Regions from separate parts of the Gossypium hirsutum genome. Here region 2 is linked to region 1. The links are chromatin contacts, called in public Hi-C maps. All regions are on one chromosome and are shown on one strand. The core of a region is the stretch at or near the end of the contact, and the rest is flanking DNA. Distances in the headings are between cores, read along the strand shown. Region 1 holds the start of LOC107937512 (solanesyl diphosphate synthase 3, chloroplastic/mitochondrial). Region 2 has its middle 13 kb from the start of LOC107937516.

What was found. A called contact is a pair of places that touch in the nucleus more often than the background predicts.
Region 2: a contact with region 1 is called in a Hi-C map of leaf, with 2.5 times the contacts expected there. The contact joins the enhancer-like site here to the promoter of LOC107937512 in region 1. A contact is called at or near these places in 11 of 34 Hi-C or Micro-C datasets (fibers, leaf and petal).

Annotation. Positions count from the first base shown.
Region 1 is chrA10:4,370,735-4,378,441 of Gossypium_hirsutum_v2.1, forward strand. It overlaps LOC107937512 (solanesyl diphosphate synthase 3, chloroplastic/mitochondrial), which reads left to right and starts at 3,689. Exons shown (of 12, transcript XM_016870408.2): 1 at 3,689-3,825; 2 at 5,113-5,202; 3 at 5,512-5,592; 4 at 5,686-5,757; 5 at 6,068-6,199; 6 at 6,299-6,385; 7 at 6,467-6,538; 8 at 6,624-6,709; 9 at 7,228-7,360. The coding sequence starts at 3,811. LOC107937513 (transcription termination factor MTEF1, chloroplastic) reads left to right here and starts at 2,894. Exons shown (of 5, transcript XM_041079631.1): 1 at 2,894-3,825; 2 at 5,110-5,202; 3 at 5,568-5,592; 4 at 5,686-5,757; 5 at 5,853-5,958. The coding sequence starts at 2,894. The coding sequence ends at 3,811. It overlaps LOC107937510, which reads left to right. Exons shown (of 8, transcript XM_016870399.2): 6 at 284-525; 7 at 624-733; 8 at 1,873-2,243. The coding sequence ends at 692.
Region 2 is chrA10:4,470,144-4,477,850 of Gossypium_hirsutum_v2.1, forward strand. No RefSeq gene overlaps it. Among protein-coding and RNA genes, the nearest start is that of LOC107937516, 13 kb to the right of the region's middle. Within about 2 kb of position 4,143, at least 3 of the 9 cell types and tissues checked have an H3K27ac peak or open chromatin away from gene starts, as enhancers often do. A contact at or near this core is called in leaf, where this site is marked.

The DNA.
Region 1 (7,707 bases), core at 2,439-4,938:
TTCTAGGCTGGAATTAATCATACTTTTATCTGGATCATGTACTTATTTCTATTGGTTGCTAGATTTATTTGTAATTAGCATTTATCAGTGTACCATATGTGCAAGGAAAATTGTACCAGTTCAGTTCTGACTGAAGTTACCTTCTTCAGTTTAACCATTTCAGACTTTTGGTTTGTGTTGGAATACATATTTCATGGAACTGTATGAAAATTTGAAGGTGATCCATTTCCAGTTCCCTTCTTTTTCTCTTCGGGATGCCTTATCAAGACTACTTGTTTTTTAGGTCCCCCAAAAGGAGAAAGCAATTATGAAGAAGCTGTAGAATTTGATCCAATTATTCATCACAACCAATTCTGCCCCTGGGTGAATGGAACTGTTGCTGCTGCTGGCTGTAGTGGCTCCAGTGCTGATGTTGTTGCACTCTGTGGATGGCAGTTGACATTGGATGCCTTGGATGCCCTGCGGTCACAGGGGCATATGCCTGTACAGACAGTACAGTCTGAGTCAGCAGCATCGCTGTATAAGGTTTGTTTGTCTTAATACTGGAATATGGTGGTTCTTGGGACTACAGGCTACTACAGTTACCCTTCATTTCCTCAACCATTGCTAATTTTCTCTTGCAGGATGATCACCAAACTCCTGGTAAAAAGCTCCATCGACGGCGTCCTATGAGCAAAAATCACGGGCAATAATGATGGCCAGACACGACGTGTGAAGACATCTTCAATGGCTAGTAAGTATGTCACTTATGTAAAATGATTGGTTGTAGCTGCATCTAATCATGCATCTTTCTTCATGTAATCTTATTCTAAACGGATTTCGATCGTCTTCCTGGAAGTTTAGGTCTTATCCTTCTAGGTATGAAACAAATTTTAGTTAGGGAGTGTGGTGCGTCGCATGCAGTACATGCATATGTGTATATATATCTATATCCTTTGTTTTCTAGAAGTGAAAAAGTAGTTGAAATTATCCATGTTTTATTCTGGTCCAAATCTACAATGTATATGTTATGTATAAAAAGATCAGCATAATTGATCTTAGATTGACAAAACTATAATAAACTTTTATTTCAATGGGGAGTGATCATACGTGCTAGCTATTATTGTTGGTTACACGGCTGTCATAAGCATATCTTTTTGGTAGGAAATTAAAGTTATTTACATATATTTGACTGTTTTGATAAGGATCTTGTTGACACCAAAAAAGCAAGGAGGATCTTTACTATCAATCTGATTATACCTGCAATGCTCTTGTGAAAAGTCTGGTATAATTTGCAAGTCTAATGGCAGTGAAAAGCCCTTGATTTTCCTATATAACAACACTATGAAATAGGTGGTTTGGGGTTGAACTTTTGGAAGTCTAAATGCTGAAAATAGGTTATTGATGCCTATTATTAAAGAAAAAAAGCTTTTTCATTAATCATGGCCAATCTCAAAAGAGTTCAGGAAAATATAAGGAAGACACGCACGGACACACAAAATATAATATGGTAGCATTATTTTAGTGTCAGAGAGTTAAATCTAGTAAAAAATGCATCCTTCTTTGAGCTCAAAAAAAAAAAAGATGTTAACTGACATGCATACAAATTTAATTGGCATCTGTCAGCAATGCATGTAACCTTCTTCTAACTCCCCCCCCAAAAAAAAAAATTCTATTAAAAAAAATTCAATGATTTTATAACCTGAAGCGTGTTATTATGGCATCACTTGTGTGCTCAGTAAAACAAGAAATTTGGACAACACATGCAATCCTACTGCAAATGTGATTGTCATGTCTCCATGATAGAATCTGTTGTTAACAATGGCTTACTTTAACTGTAATTATGTCTATCCTCTGGCTTTCATCTTCGTGTTGTATGCCAATGTCATGTAGGATGGAATAAGCATTCTCAACGGTTGAAGCAAATTGGAAAAGCTTTTTCAGTCATTGCCACTGGAACTGCTGCCACTAGCCCTGGGGAAGTTCTGTCATTTCTTAATGTCCCTTCTTGTTAAACTCTTATTTCATGGTAAAGTACTTTGTGTCAATTCTTACTGCATAGAGGATCTATTTTGCTTTATTTAAGCAGGTTCTTCTCAGTATTATGAACGTTATTATTCTTGATCAGTGATGTGACAGTGAACATTGCTGTTAAGAACAAAGCTCTTGTTTTTCAATTCTTCTGGGTTTTGGTTTGTAATAGATAGTGAGAATATTGTAAACTTAGTTAGCTCAACCTTAATAAGATTTTGATCTTTACGTAATGCTGACATGGTTTTATCTCTCTGCTCAGAACCCAACTATTCTCTTTTTTCTCTCTCTTAATTTTGTCATTACAATTGACCATCCTGTTTATGGTCGACCATTTTCAACATGAATTTTGTTTACAGACATTTCTATGTGATAATGTCATATTTTGTTCATGAATTATAAATTATGCAATATTGTGCTTTAACTTTAAAATTCTACAATGTGGTACCTAAAGTTTGAGTTCATTTATCAATGTACGACAATTTGTTAACAATAATGGCATACATCAAATTGCTACATTATTTTCTAGATCGTAAGATTTACGTTTGCAGTATTGCAAATTTGGTCTAAGATAGTACAATTATTTTTTAACACATGATTTTAAATAATTGAATTTTTATTTTTTTATTATAAATTGTTGAATTGTTGTGATGATTAAATTTTCAATTTCGATACAATATGAGGATACATTAAAGAGTTTAACTGTAATAAGATAGGATGTTACATGGTCCACTTCGTATCCGCCTTAGTCATCTAAAAGAAATCTGGCTGCATCCAATCAATTTTCAACCCAATCGCCACGTGTCATTGCCACATAACATACAAATAAGACCAATAAGATTAGTTTTCAGACAGGAAAGCCTATCTCACTTTTTTCTCCACCATGTCTGCAGCAGCTGCAACTGCATTCCAGTCTTCCCTATGCATCTCTTCTCAGAAACCCTCATTTTCTCCCACAAATTCCCAAGAACCAAACACTCATTTACCATCCAAACCCAAAAGCCTCCTCCACAAACACCCACTCTACTCATCAGCTCACCATAATCTCTCCCTTCAAATCAAGGAGAAAATCTTATGCCTAGAAATCATGGGCATTGACTCAGGTAAAGCCCTCTCTCTCAATCCCTCCCTTCACACCACTTCCCTTGATTCCCTCAATTCCATCATCTCGTTCCTCCAATCTAAAGGCATTCACCAAAAGGACTTCCCTAGAATCTTTGGTATGTGCCCCCAAATCCTAACCTCTAACATCAAAGCTGAGCTTGGCCCAGTTTTCAGTTTCCTCTCCCAAGACCTTAATGTCCCTGAAAATAACTATAGGAAGGTCATTAACAAGTGTCCCAGGTTGCTCACTTCAAGTGTCAGAGACCAGTTGAAACCAGCTTTGTTCTATCTCCAAAGGCTTGGGTTTAGAGATTTAGAGGCTTTGGCTTATCAAGACCCTGTCTTGCTGGTTTCAAGTGTGGAACATACCTTAATACCCAAACTCAAGTTCTTGGAAAGCATAGGGTTTTCAACCAGTGGAGCTAAAAGTATGGTGTTGAGGTGCCCAGGGTTGTTCACTTTCAGCATAGAAAACAACTACAAGCCCAAATTCGAGTACTTTAAAGAGGAGATGAATGGGGATTTGGAGGAGTTGAAAGCATTCCCTCAGTTCTTTGCTTTTAGTTTGGAGAAGAGGATAAAACCAAGGCATATTGAAGCCATAAAAAGTGGGGTTAAGTTGCCTTTGGCTAACATGCTAAAAAGCACTGATGATGAGTTTAAAGAGTTGCTGAGAAACAATGGGGCAAATAGCTGATGATGATCATATATGTAATTCTCTTCTTTATGAACTTTGTTTCATATGTAAATTTGGCAGTGTCATACAATGCTTTTGTAAAGGAAAATGCAGTAAGATATTCCATTAACTATTGCTTTATTGTCAATAATATATATTTTATTAGTATATTTTATCATAAAATAAAATAAAATCAAAACCTTACTCAACATTGGAAATAAATCCCATAATGTAACATATTTAATGATATTCTCATTTGTGAAAAAATCACTATTTTGTCTAGATTAATTAGTTAAGCTAAAAGGTAGATTTTTCATTACGAGCAAAGGAAAGGCTTTCATTTTGGATACGTGGCTAAAGCGGTGCTTCATTTATTAATTAGGTGCTCGGGTCAGACTTTGTACTTTCAGCTACTGCTAGGTCTTGGCTGCTTCCTAACATAAACCCACAGATTTCCTAAACAAAGAAAAGGGTTTAATTTTCTGGGTTTTTCTTCTGTTTGGGTTCCTGGAAAAGTGTTAGTGAGAGATAGAGAGACAAGGTGAGGATGTTGTTTTGCCGGGGATTTTCTAGGATTCGTACAACTCCCGGAAAGAGCTTGTTTGGTTTCGTTCTCTCTCGTCGAACTGACCCTTCTCTATTCCTTCTCTCTAATCAATATGTTTACTCTACTATAAAGGTTAAACCTTGACTCTTACCTTTTTGCTTTTTCTTTATCTTTCTCTTCGAGTTTTGAAACACTGGAAATATGTAATTGACAGTTCTCAGTTGCTCCTTAATTTAAGTTGTTTCAGAGTTTTGTTTCCATTTTTTAAAAATTATTTTTTTGTTAATTAATAAGAATTAATCTGTTTCACCTCTGGTCATGCAAATTAACTAGGGAATGAATCAGATGTTCTGTTTGCTGAAAGGGCACTTTTTTTTCCCCTTTCTATTAGACTGTGTTTTATTTCTTGGGTTTTAATGATAATAGTCCTTAAAGCATGTATTCATTGCACATTTGAATTGCAATGGTGTTGTCACCACCCGGAATGATTGGAATCGGTGCTCAAAGCTACTTCTTTATAGTCAAAGTAAAGTTGATATAGTGAATCTATAGATTGGTAATGATCTCTATGCCTGATGGGTTTATATGATTACTGAATCAAATGAGCCACAAAGAAGATTCCTCTGAGAGGACTATAGCTATGTTCTACATTGATTTTTGTATTATAATAGATATTTTACATCTCTGGTTCTTTCTTTTGATCAATTTATTTTTAATGAAATAATTGTATTGATCATTAATGTTTTCTCTTGTTACTGTTTCTGGGGATTAGTAGGTTCGTAGTGGCAGAGAAACTCTTTCTTGGAGTTTTCCTTCATTGCTTGGTCTTGGACGGCAAATTCATCAGAGTAGCTCTCTAATAGAGGTTATCCTTTAAATTGCTCATCCTTCTACAATTTGCGAGTTTTTTTTTTTTTTTGTTCATTTACCGAATTTCTTTCTTATAGTTTTAGGACAGGAGACATGGTTATCCAGGGATAGGAAGTTTTCTAGTGTGTTAAATTTTCTAATGTTCAAATATGAAACAAATGCTACTATTTTGGCCTTAAGTTGATTACTTCCCTCTCTGTTGTGTTTGTTATTGTTAATTGTTGGCTACTAGTTTGTTTATCTCCTCTCCTTCTATCTCGCCTTTGTTTACTGCAATATTGAGATGGCAAGACATTTCCTCCAGGAACAACTTGATCCATTTTCACTTGTTTCTGATGAACTGTCACTTGTCGCTAACAGGTTGCGGGCTATGGTTATTGCTGAGGTATCACACTGTTCTTTTTCATGTCTATGGAATGAGTTTATTACATTCTTTATGTGGGAAAGCAAATGAAAATTGCATGTTTATGTCATCCAGGTTCCTAAGCTTGCTTCAGCTGCTGAGTACTTCTTCAAATTGGGGGTGGAAGGAAAGAGATTTCGTCCCACGGTAATGTATTTTTACGGATGTGGTAATCTTGAGGTTACTGGCAGATTGTCATAATTTTGATGGTAATTCTATTTTTGCTTTTACTGTGGGCTCAGTATTGCGTATAGGTTGCACTAGGGAAGGGAACAATACAAAAATTCATAGATGAACTACTCTTGTAGCATTCGTTAGCCCCAGTTCGTTCTTGGCTCATTCCAAATTAAAAACCCATTTGACGGAAGCTAAACTTGATCTCTGTTGCTTTTTATCAAAGAAGCTTGCTTTACGTACAAATGATTTTATGGAAATTTATTGTATATGTTCTATGCAGGTTTTGCTTTTGATGGCTACAGCTTTGAATGTTCATATACCTGAATCAGTTGGTGGTGGTGTAGGAGATATTGTGACAACTGAATTACGTACAAGACAGCAGTCTATAGCTGAGATAACAGAGATGATCCATGTCATTTCGTCATCATTTAATTTTGTTTATCTTGTGTTGCATGCACTGGAGCTTGTTGATAAATTCACTTTAGTCTAACATGGTCATTTCATCATCTAGGTTGCTAGCCTCCTCCATGATGATGTTTTGGATGATGCGGATAAAAGACGTGGTATTGGTTCATTGAATGCTGTAATGGGCAATAAGGTGTCTTTCTTTTTATTGCTCTTGCAACTGACAGAAAAGTTTTCTAGCCTAAAGCAATTGCTAAACTTTTCCTGTTTCCAGTTGGCTGTACTAGCGGGAGATTTTCTGCTTTCTCGAGCTTGTGTGGCCCTTGCTGCTTTAAAAAATACGGAGGTGCTTTTAATTTATTATTATTTGCATGATCTCTGTGAGGTATCTGCAAATGCTAGTTAAAAATCAGTACGCTCAATATCTGTAGGTTGTATCATTAGTAGCAACAGTTGTGGAGAATCTGGTTATGGGTGAAACCATGCAAATGACAACTTCATCTGAACAACGTTGTAGGTATGCTGGTCTACTATGCGTAATATTTCGTTATTTGGTCACCCCTGTTTTCTATTCAATTACTTGGATGTCCTGCTAGGTTTAGACCCCGTGATAGCCATCATTTAGTGGCTGGCTAGGTAACCTGGTTAGCATGATTTCATTTGTTTATGCTTGTGTTTTATTGATCTAATAAGTGAATAATAGTTAGAACTTACTGTAGTCTAATGTTACTGCAAAGCTTAAAAATTTAGGAAAACCTCTGTAGTAACTTATAAACAATACTAACTTTATTTGTTGACTTGGTGGCCATCTTTCGGTACAAACTTTTAATATTTGCGGATAACACTTACTGTTAGTCATAGACTGTTATGGAATGTGTAGTCTGTGCTATATGAGTGAGAAAAATTCCTTTTTTCTTTTATCATGCATTTCCATTCAAATAATTGCTGATTGGTAAATCTGTCTTGTCCTGCTTTGAGTTTAAGGATCTTTTGCTTGTATTTAACTGAAACTAGAACAATTTTTTCATGATGCAGCATGGACTATTACATGCAAAAGACATACTACAAGACTGCTTCCTTGATTTCAAACAGTTGCAAGGCAATTGCGCTTCTTGCTGGGCAAACAGCTGAAGTTGCAATGTTGGCTTTCGAGTATGGCAAAAATCTGGTTTGTACTTTCATTTAAGTTTTACTTTCTTCAACTCATCATAAATTGCTAGATCTTCTTGGGAGTTAGATTTCAATGATGCTTTGCACGAACAAAACCTCTTAAGCAACTAAACCCTGCTAGTTGATAGTGAATCGGTGTTAACTGTTAAGTAATGTAAAGCATAAACCCAAACTCCTTTTTCTTGATAAATATAAACTGATTAATTACATTTCTGTTCTCAATAAAAGCCTAACTCCTAAAATAATGAATGCACAAATCAGTTTAGAACTTCCCTTTTATATGGGGTGATGGTCTATTAAGAGGACAGGAAAATGAATATTCCCATTGTTTCTATTTTCCTCTCT
Region 2 (7,707 bases), core at 2,893-5,392, 100 kb after region 1:
ATGTTTACAAGAACTGGTCATATGGAAATATATATACAAAATAGTTGTATGAAATAATTATGAAGATAGATAAACGAAATAAGTATAAGTACATGGAATATAATTTATGTTAAAATATAAGCTATTACCGGAATAAATATACATAAAATCTATGGAAATGATGGAACATGAAATATTGATATAATGAAATGAATGATATATGCTTATGAAGAAACGGTAAGAGCATGATATGTTTCATGACATGTACATATATGATTATCTTTGATATGCTGATACAATGAAATTATGTAAGTTGAGACTATTATTAAACTCAAGTGCGATATGTCGAGAAAATAGATATATCAATGTTGAATTTATATGAGATATGTGCAAGTATACTAACAATGTTGTTGTCTGATGCTTATACAAGTGCCAAACTGTTGATTGAATGGTAATATATTTATTTATATGATACATTGAATCGGTAAGTATTTAAAATTTTTTTAAGTGATCTGTAAATGGTAGTAATGCTCCGAAACCTTGTTCTGGCAGCAGATACTGGTTAGGGGTGTTACAAACATTAAATCCGTAGGCCTACTTTCAGAATCATCATTTAAAACCCCACTGCCCAGATTGCGCCAACTATTAGGCTCTTTAAAAGTAATATGTTGACTTGATTTCAAGGGGATTACATTGGGATTTGAATGTTGATTCCACGATTCCCCCTTAAATTACGCCCAAGATCATTCACCCATTTACTACCTGATTGTTGCCTTCCATACTCTCATTGCTCCACTGGGATCCATCGGCTTGTCGGAGCTACCTACTCGCCACCGCGCCACAACACGCAAAGATATATCCCAGCCAAATACAATATTAACTGGTTCAATTCTAAGTCGAAATGGACAAAAACTCTCGTTGTGTCCCTGCTTGCCAGAAATGAAACAGAACAAACTCAATTTTTTATATTGAAAACGAGCATAAACAGTCATTTCTTTACCGATTAGGATCTTTTTCTTTCGTTTCAACGGATTAGAAACATCTAAACGAACACGGATACGCATGAATTTTTTAAGGCCCAAAGTCGGAATAGAAGTGTCGTATTCAATGAAACTTCCCAAAAAATTCCAAATTGTTTAGCCATTGTTTTTGTCGTCAACCTTGGAGGCAAATCGTGAACTTGGACCCAAAATTTAGAAAAATTTAATAATACGGTTGATGAATTTTCTCCTTTTTGAATTGTTTGCAGGATAAGCAAATGGTTGTTGAAGAACCCAGGTGTACCAGAGAGTACCCTTTGCACATCAACCTCGTGGAATAATTGGAAAAGATACCTTTTATCTATTAGATCCGTGATACATATCCTTCAAATTGGATGCCATAGATTAGCCATAATATTGCGTAAAGAGGGAAAATGGACAACACTATCAGTGAGGCATCGCCCCACCAAGCAGAATTGATAGCTTCGATCCACAGCGGCTGCTTCCTCCTGAAACGCCTCTTCTTCTTCATCCAATAGTCTCAGATTAGCTAATTCTTCTTCCATACTATAGTCACACAAAAAAAACCCGAAAAGATGAACAGAACCAAATAAAAATTCAATCGGGAAAAAAAACAAAAGAAATTAAAAGAGAATCAAAAGAAAACTTTGAGAGAAACCTGTCATAAGACAGACAGAGAGCAGGTTACAACAATATTTAAATATATATGTTTGTGAGAGTTCTACTTGTTAATGTTTTGTAGTTTTTGTGGCATTAATTACTAAAATAAGAACAATTTAATTTTCTTTAAAAAAATAATAATGAAAAGTTTCATTTAATTTTAAGATATAAAAATAGAATAATTTAAATTTAAAAAAGAAAAAAAATACGTATGGTGTACTTCAACTCATAACTTCTAAGATACAAAAATCATTGGAATAAATATGGTAGCATTTGAACTATCTGGGCAATATGTTTAAAGTTCATTAAATCATATAATATATATTTTTATGTAATTTATATAATTTTAAAGATAATTTTTATTATCCGTTAAATAAAAAAAGGTTTATGTTTTATAAAATTAAAATATATTTTGTGATAATTAAATTTTTATCATTTAACTTTTGATTAAAGGTTAAATTTTATAATCTACATATAAAAATATATTATTAAAAGAATTCCATGCTCTTAAATTATAAAATATTTTATTTTGATACACTAAAATTGCGTTAATATATTTTAAATTAACATATATAAATTAATTAAATATGATACAATAAATAAATTCCTAAATAAAATATATTTATATATAGGTTAATTTCAAAGGTTAACAATTATTAACATAAATATATTACTTAAAATTTTAATTATAGCAAATTACAATATATTATATAAAATAATATTAAAATATAATATATTAAACTATATATTAAAAATTTATTAATTTTTAAACTATAATAAATTGTCTACGGTTTTGTAACAATTTAATGTTAAATTTAAAAAATTCAACATATTGATGATAACACATTTTTTAATACAGAAGTTTCTCTTCCATATTTATGTTTATTTTTTGCCTGTAAATTATTGTCTTATATCACGGGTTGTAGATCAAAACCTGTGATGAATTCACATATGGAAAAATTTATCTATTTGAAGTTTTAATGGCCCAATAAAACACTCGAATAAAATTAGAGTTATTAAGTTAATTATTATAAGTCTTGAGAGATAAGATTGTATAAAGTTTAAATCCCTTAGGACTTCGCTTTTGAGATACTTTATTTTTGGCGCCTTACAAAATTTTCAATAGATTTGAAGTAAAAAAATTATTGTTTCATGTGATGGTCAATTTGGTGGTCGATAGTAGAAATCAAGGAAAAAATATTTTCGATTTAAAGGCTAAATCTAAAGGGTTTGGTTTTTTTTTTAATCAAAAGGCATATTGGAGAATAAGAGGAGGATAGGAACATTTCGGTATGTCTGCGGTGGAAGAAGACCACCGATCATGGCAGCAACGGTGGCGGCGGATCAACTAAGGGGCTAAGAATTTTTTAAGAGAAAATAGAATAAAAATAAATTATAGTAAAAATAAATGAAAATTTTAGTTGTAACATTAAATGAAAAAAGATATTTTCAAATTTGTATTGGAAAAAGTGAGTCGGTCAAGTGCCATAGGTTTCTAACATGTATGTGGTTATTGGGATAATTTTGTATTACATCCTCTTAAATATGAAATGTTTTTATTTAAGTCATTTTTTATTTTTATTTTTGATATGTTACTGAACTGCAATTTTATTTTATTATTTTTTGGGGCAATTTTAATTTTTACTTTAACTTTAACTATGAAATTAATTTTGACATTTATTTGATTTTGAGTCAATAAAAATTTTATTTTAATCTTAATTCATGATAATTATATTTCGATGTGTCATATTGAAATATTTAAAAAATATTTTAAAATTTATAAATAATAATAGTATTTAAAATTTTCAATTATATTTACTTAGGTAATAGTTAGGTTAAAAATGGAAGCCCAAAAATCTAGAGTACTTTAAGTACTTCTAAATAATTCAAAATTCTAAATAATTAGTTTAAATTTAACAATAAAATTAAAAATTTTAAAAATATAATATAATTACTACCGTGATACAATAAACTATTAATTTTTAAAAAATATAATTAATAACCATAAATTTATCGGAAATTTATAAAATAATTATGGAAATAAAATAACCATAAATTTATAAGTATTGTTATTTTTTCTTCCAAGTTTTATTCTCTTAAACAATTAAATTACCATAATTTTCTTAATATATTGTTATTATTATAAACCTATTTTTAATATTTATACACCATTAATATATTATTTTGAAATTTTTATGATATACAATATTAGAATACTTTTTTTTTTTTGCAATATCTTTTACCGTATGTAAAAATATCATTTAAAATTTAAAAAAATTAAAAACAAATTTTTTTATGAAAATAATTTATTTTCACATTTTAAATAAATAAATAAATAAATTCCATAAATAATTGTTTTAAAAGATGTTAGTGGTATTTTGTTTTCCTCTCACTTTCTTTTTCGTACAAAAGCAACAGCTCACCTCTTAGATTTGTGGGGTCCATCCACTTTCGCCATCTAGATTTGGTGGCCCCCACCTTTCCCTACGTCGCCACTCCAACTACCCCGGCTTCCCCGCCTCAACAGCTTGGCTCGGCTCGGCTCTAGCCATGTACATGCCGTACGTACCATACTATTACTACAACAAGTCATGCACAAATATAATAAAAATTAATAAATAGTATTTTCTTAATATATATACAGTAAAAAAGTTGACTTCCTAATTTTAGAATTTATGAATTAAAAATATATTTCTTACCTAATGTGATTTTAAGAATGAAATATTATTTATTAAAAAATAATTGGAAATAGAAATGTCAAATTTTGTTTTCCGAAATTTCAAAGTTATGGGAAGAATTTTTTTTTAAAGCTGCCATTATGTGTTGGTTTTTTTTTTTCATTAATCATTTATTTATTTGCATGTAATTAGGGACCCACATGACAGGATCTGAACAAATGGGTCCTATTTACAAAAGGATCCATTTTCTATGATATATTATTTAACCATTTAAATTTATTGCATAAAAAAATTTAGGCGTTAACAGCTTAGCATTATAAATTAAATTATTTCTTTTTAAATTTATATAATTTTTTACAAATTTTAAAAAATAAATTGAGATCAATTTAATAATAGTAATGTGTTTTTATCATCTAATAGTAGGGTTCATCGAAAAAGCTTTAGCCCATGCTCAAATGTTCGGCTCCTAATATCTCAGCCCATCTAGCATGCTTCATGCCTTATTAAATTAAAAAGGTCAAATCCTGTTATTAGTCCCTGTATTATGTATAAGTTATGAATTTAGTCTTGATACTTTAATTTGATTAATTTTAGTTCTTATATTTTTTGATTTGATCAATTTTCGTCCTTGTATATTTTGAATCTTAAGATTCCAATTTTGACCAAACAACAGCAGTTAAATTGTTTGGTTAAATATCGGTATTGATCTTGTACTGTGAGTAAAGTTGGAAATTTAATCCATATTCTCCAATTTGATCATTATTTTGGTTAATTTTTTTCTTTTTTTCTTTTTATAAGGGCTAAAATAATTTACTTTTGCTTTTTGACATTATATTGTTAGGTGGATCTCAAAAGATATGAAAAATCTCCCTCCAAGTTGTACATACGACTCTCATCGAATATGATTTTCCACAAAATTTCATATGCATCTATGAGATCGAGTATGGAATTTTGTTTGCTCACTTTAAATTGAGTATTTGTTTCTCTCCCTTCCTGGTAGGATTAGAAATCATGTATTTTACATATCCATAGATTAAGTCATTGGGTTTCCGAAACAATGTAAAAAGAATGCTTTGAATCTTTGTTATTTGACCCTACTTGTTCTAAAAGAATCTATAAGATTTTAAAAATAGCATAACCTAACTTAATGAATCAAATAACTACCGTTTTGTGAAGATTAAAATTATAAAATTAAAAAAAAAGTATAGTAACTAAAAATGACCATATCAAAATATATGACTTAAATCCATAACTTACACATAATATACGTAGTCTAACCTAGTGAAAATGATTAAAAAACACTAAAATATAGCAATTATTCAAATTAAAGCACCGACTTTTTTTTTTCTTTTAACCCCCAAAAGCGAGATCTTAAATCCAATTTCAGCAAATTTAGGGCAGTGTGCTTAGCTTGATTCCTAAGCAATTTTAGATTCAGTGCATCTAAAAACTTATTATTAAAATTTAAAAGGATAATTACTAAGTAAATTATTATGTATTTAAAAATACTTAACGTTAATGCATGAAATAATTATCCAATTATTAACTATTATAAACTAGAAAGCATTGGCAATGAATTTTTTAAACTGTCTTAAAAAGTTCAAAAGGTAGCTTATATGAAGTATAATAAAAATAAAATATGTGACAATATTTGAAGTTTTTTTTTAACAAATTCATTATAAAATTTGACTATGTCTATTTATATATATATAATGTCTAAAATTATCTGTAATTAATAGTTCTTCTCTAATTTATAAATAAAAATATACGTTTCAATGTTTTTTCATGCTGATTGAATTAAAATTGAATCGGGCAATATTTAAAATTAAAATACTCAATATTGTAATATAAGGCGCTTCTACAATGATAAATTAAAATAATATCTCGTAATTAATTTTAACGTTGTTCAATTTTCTTTTAATGATTTGTTTCACTATTTGGAGCATGCTTGCCGACCCTTTTAGAAACATCTAAGTAGGCAGACAGAAAGAAATTAAGGTTCCATGGGGTTATTTATTTATGTATTTTTTTTAGGTTAAAGCAACATTTAGTCCTTAAATTATGTAATTTTTTTAATTTAATCCTTGAACTTGGTTTGATTTAAATATATAATATAAAAAATTATAAAAAGTTGTTATAAAATATATATTGAAAATTTTAAGTCCCTTTCTTAAATTCAAGTGATAATGTAATATAATATCAAAGTACCACAACATCAAACCTTCACGGAGTCAAACTTTAAAGACCAAATTCAAGGGTGAAGGTAAAAAAAATTTTTAGGAGAGCCAAAATTAAATTGTAATTTTACGATATAATAAAAATAAAATTTCATAATTTTAATAGCCTCTATCTTTATAATTTTTAAAAGATTAAATCAAAATTTTATCATTTTTAAGGGGGTAAAACTATAATTTTAACTTTACTAATTTAAAAATTTTTAAATTTTCAAATGGCCTCAATTAAAAAAATTTCATTTTAAGGGGGACCAAAGTCCCTGCCAGCCGTGCTAGTTTTGCCCCTGACTAAATTTAAAAAAGCTGCTAAATTCCAAAACTAACATGAACAAAAAAAGGTTTAAGGACCAAGATGAGCAATTTGCAAAGTTTAAGGACTAAATATTATTTTAATTTTTTTCCAAGTAAGTTAACCTTTACTTTTTCTCATATGGTACTGTTGGTTTACAGTGTCAAATATATGCTTTTTAAGGTTGTTTTATTTTTACAGTATCATCAAACAAAAGCAGTTTTGAGGTTGTTAATTACCTTTTTTTTTTTTGAAAACTGCTTTTGTGACCTTATAACAGACAAAAAGCATATAATTTGAAGTATTAATTAAGAAAAGTAAGATGCCCAATCCAAGAAACACCCATGAATATATATATATATATGCTTATCTAATGGCCAAAATTGGAACTTAGTGAAGTATTAGACTGACATAATTAAGACAAAAATATATGGTTGTTGTCCCTAATCACCCTGTCTATTTTCAAAAGGATTTCTTAATCCTGAATTTCCCCAAAACATTTAACTTAAAAGTGTGTTTTGCAATATCCTTTAATTAATATGTATAAGACAAGGGTCATCAACAAAAATGGTACTGCTAATGGGAGGCCAACATGAATAACATTAATTGTGTTTTAATCATGTTTAAATGGTCTAATCACAACAACATCACTAATTGATGTTGAAACTTTGAAAAACATCATTAACCAATGATTAAATTGATAATTAATAATATTAATAATCCAATAGGGGGGCAAGATGGAGACCAAACAAATCCTAGGATCTTTTCTTGATCATGTTTTGGGTGACAAAGAGTCTCCAAAAAAAAAGAAAACAACAGTAACTTAATTACCTTATTTTCATTAATCCTGATGTTTGTTGACCATC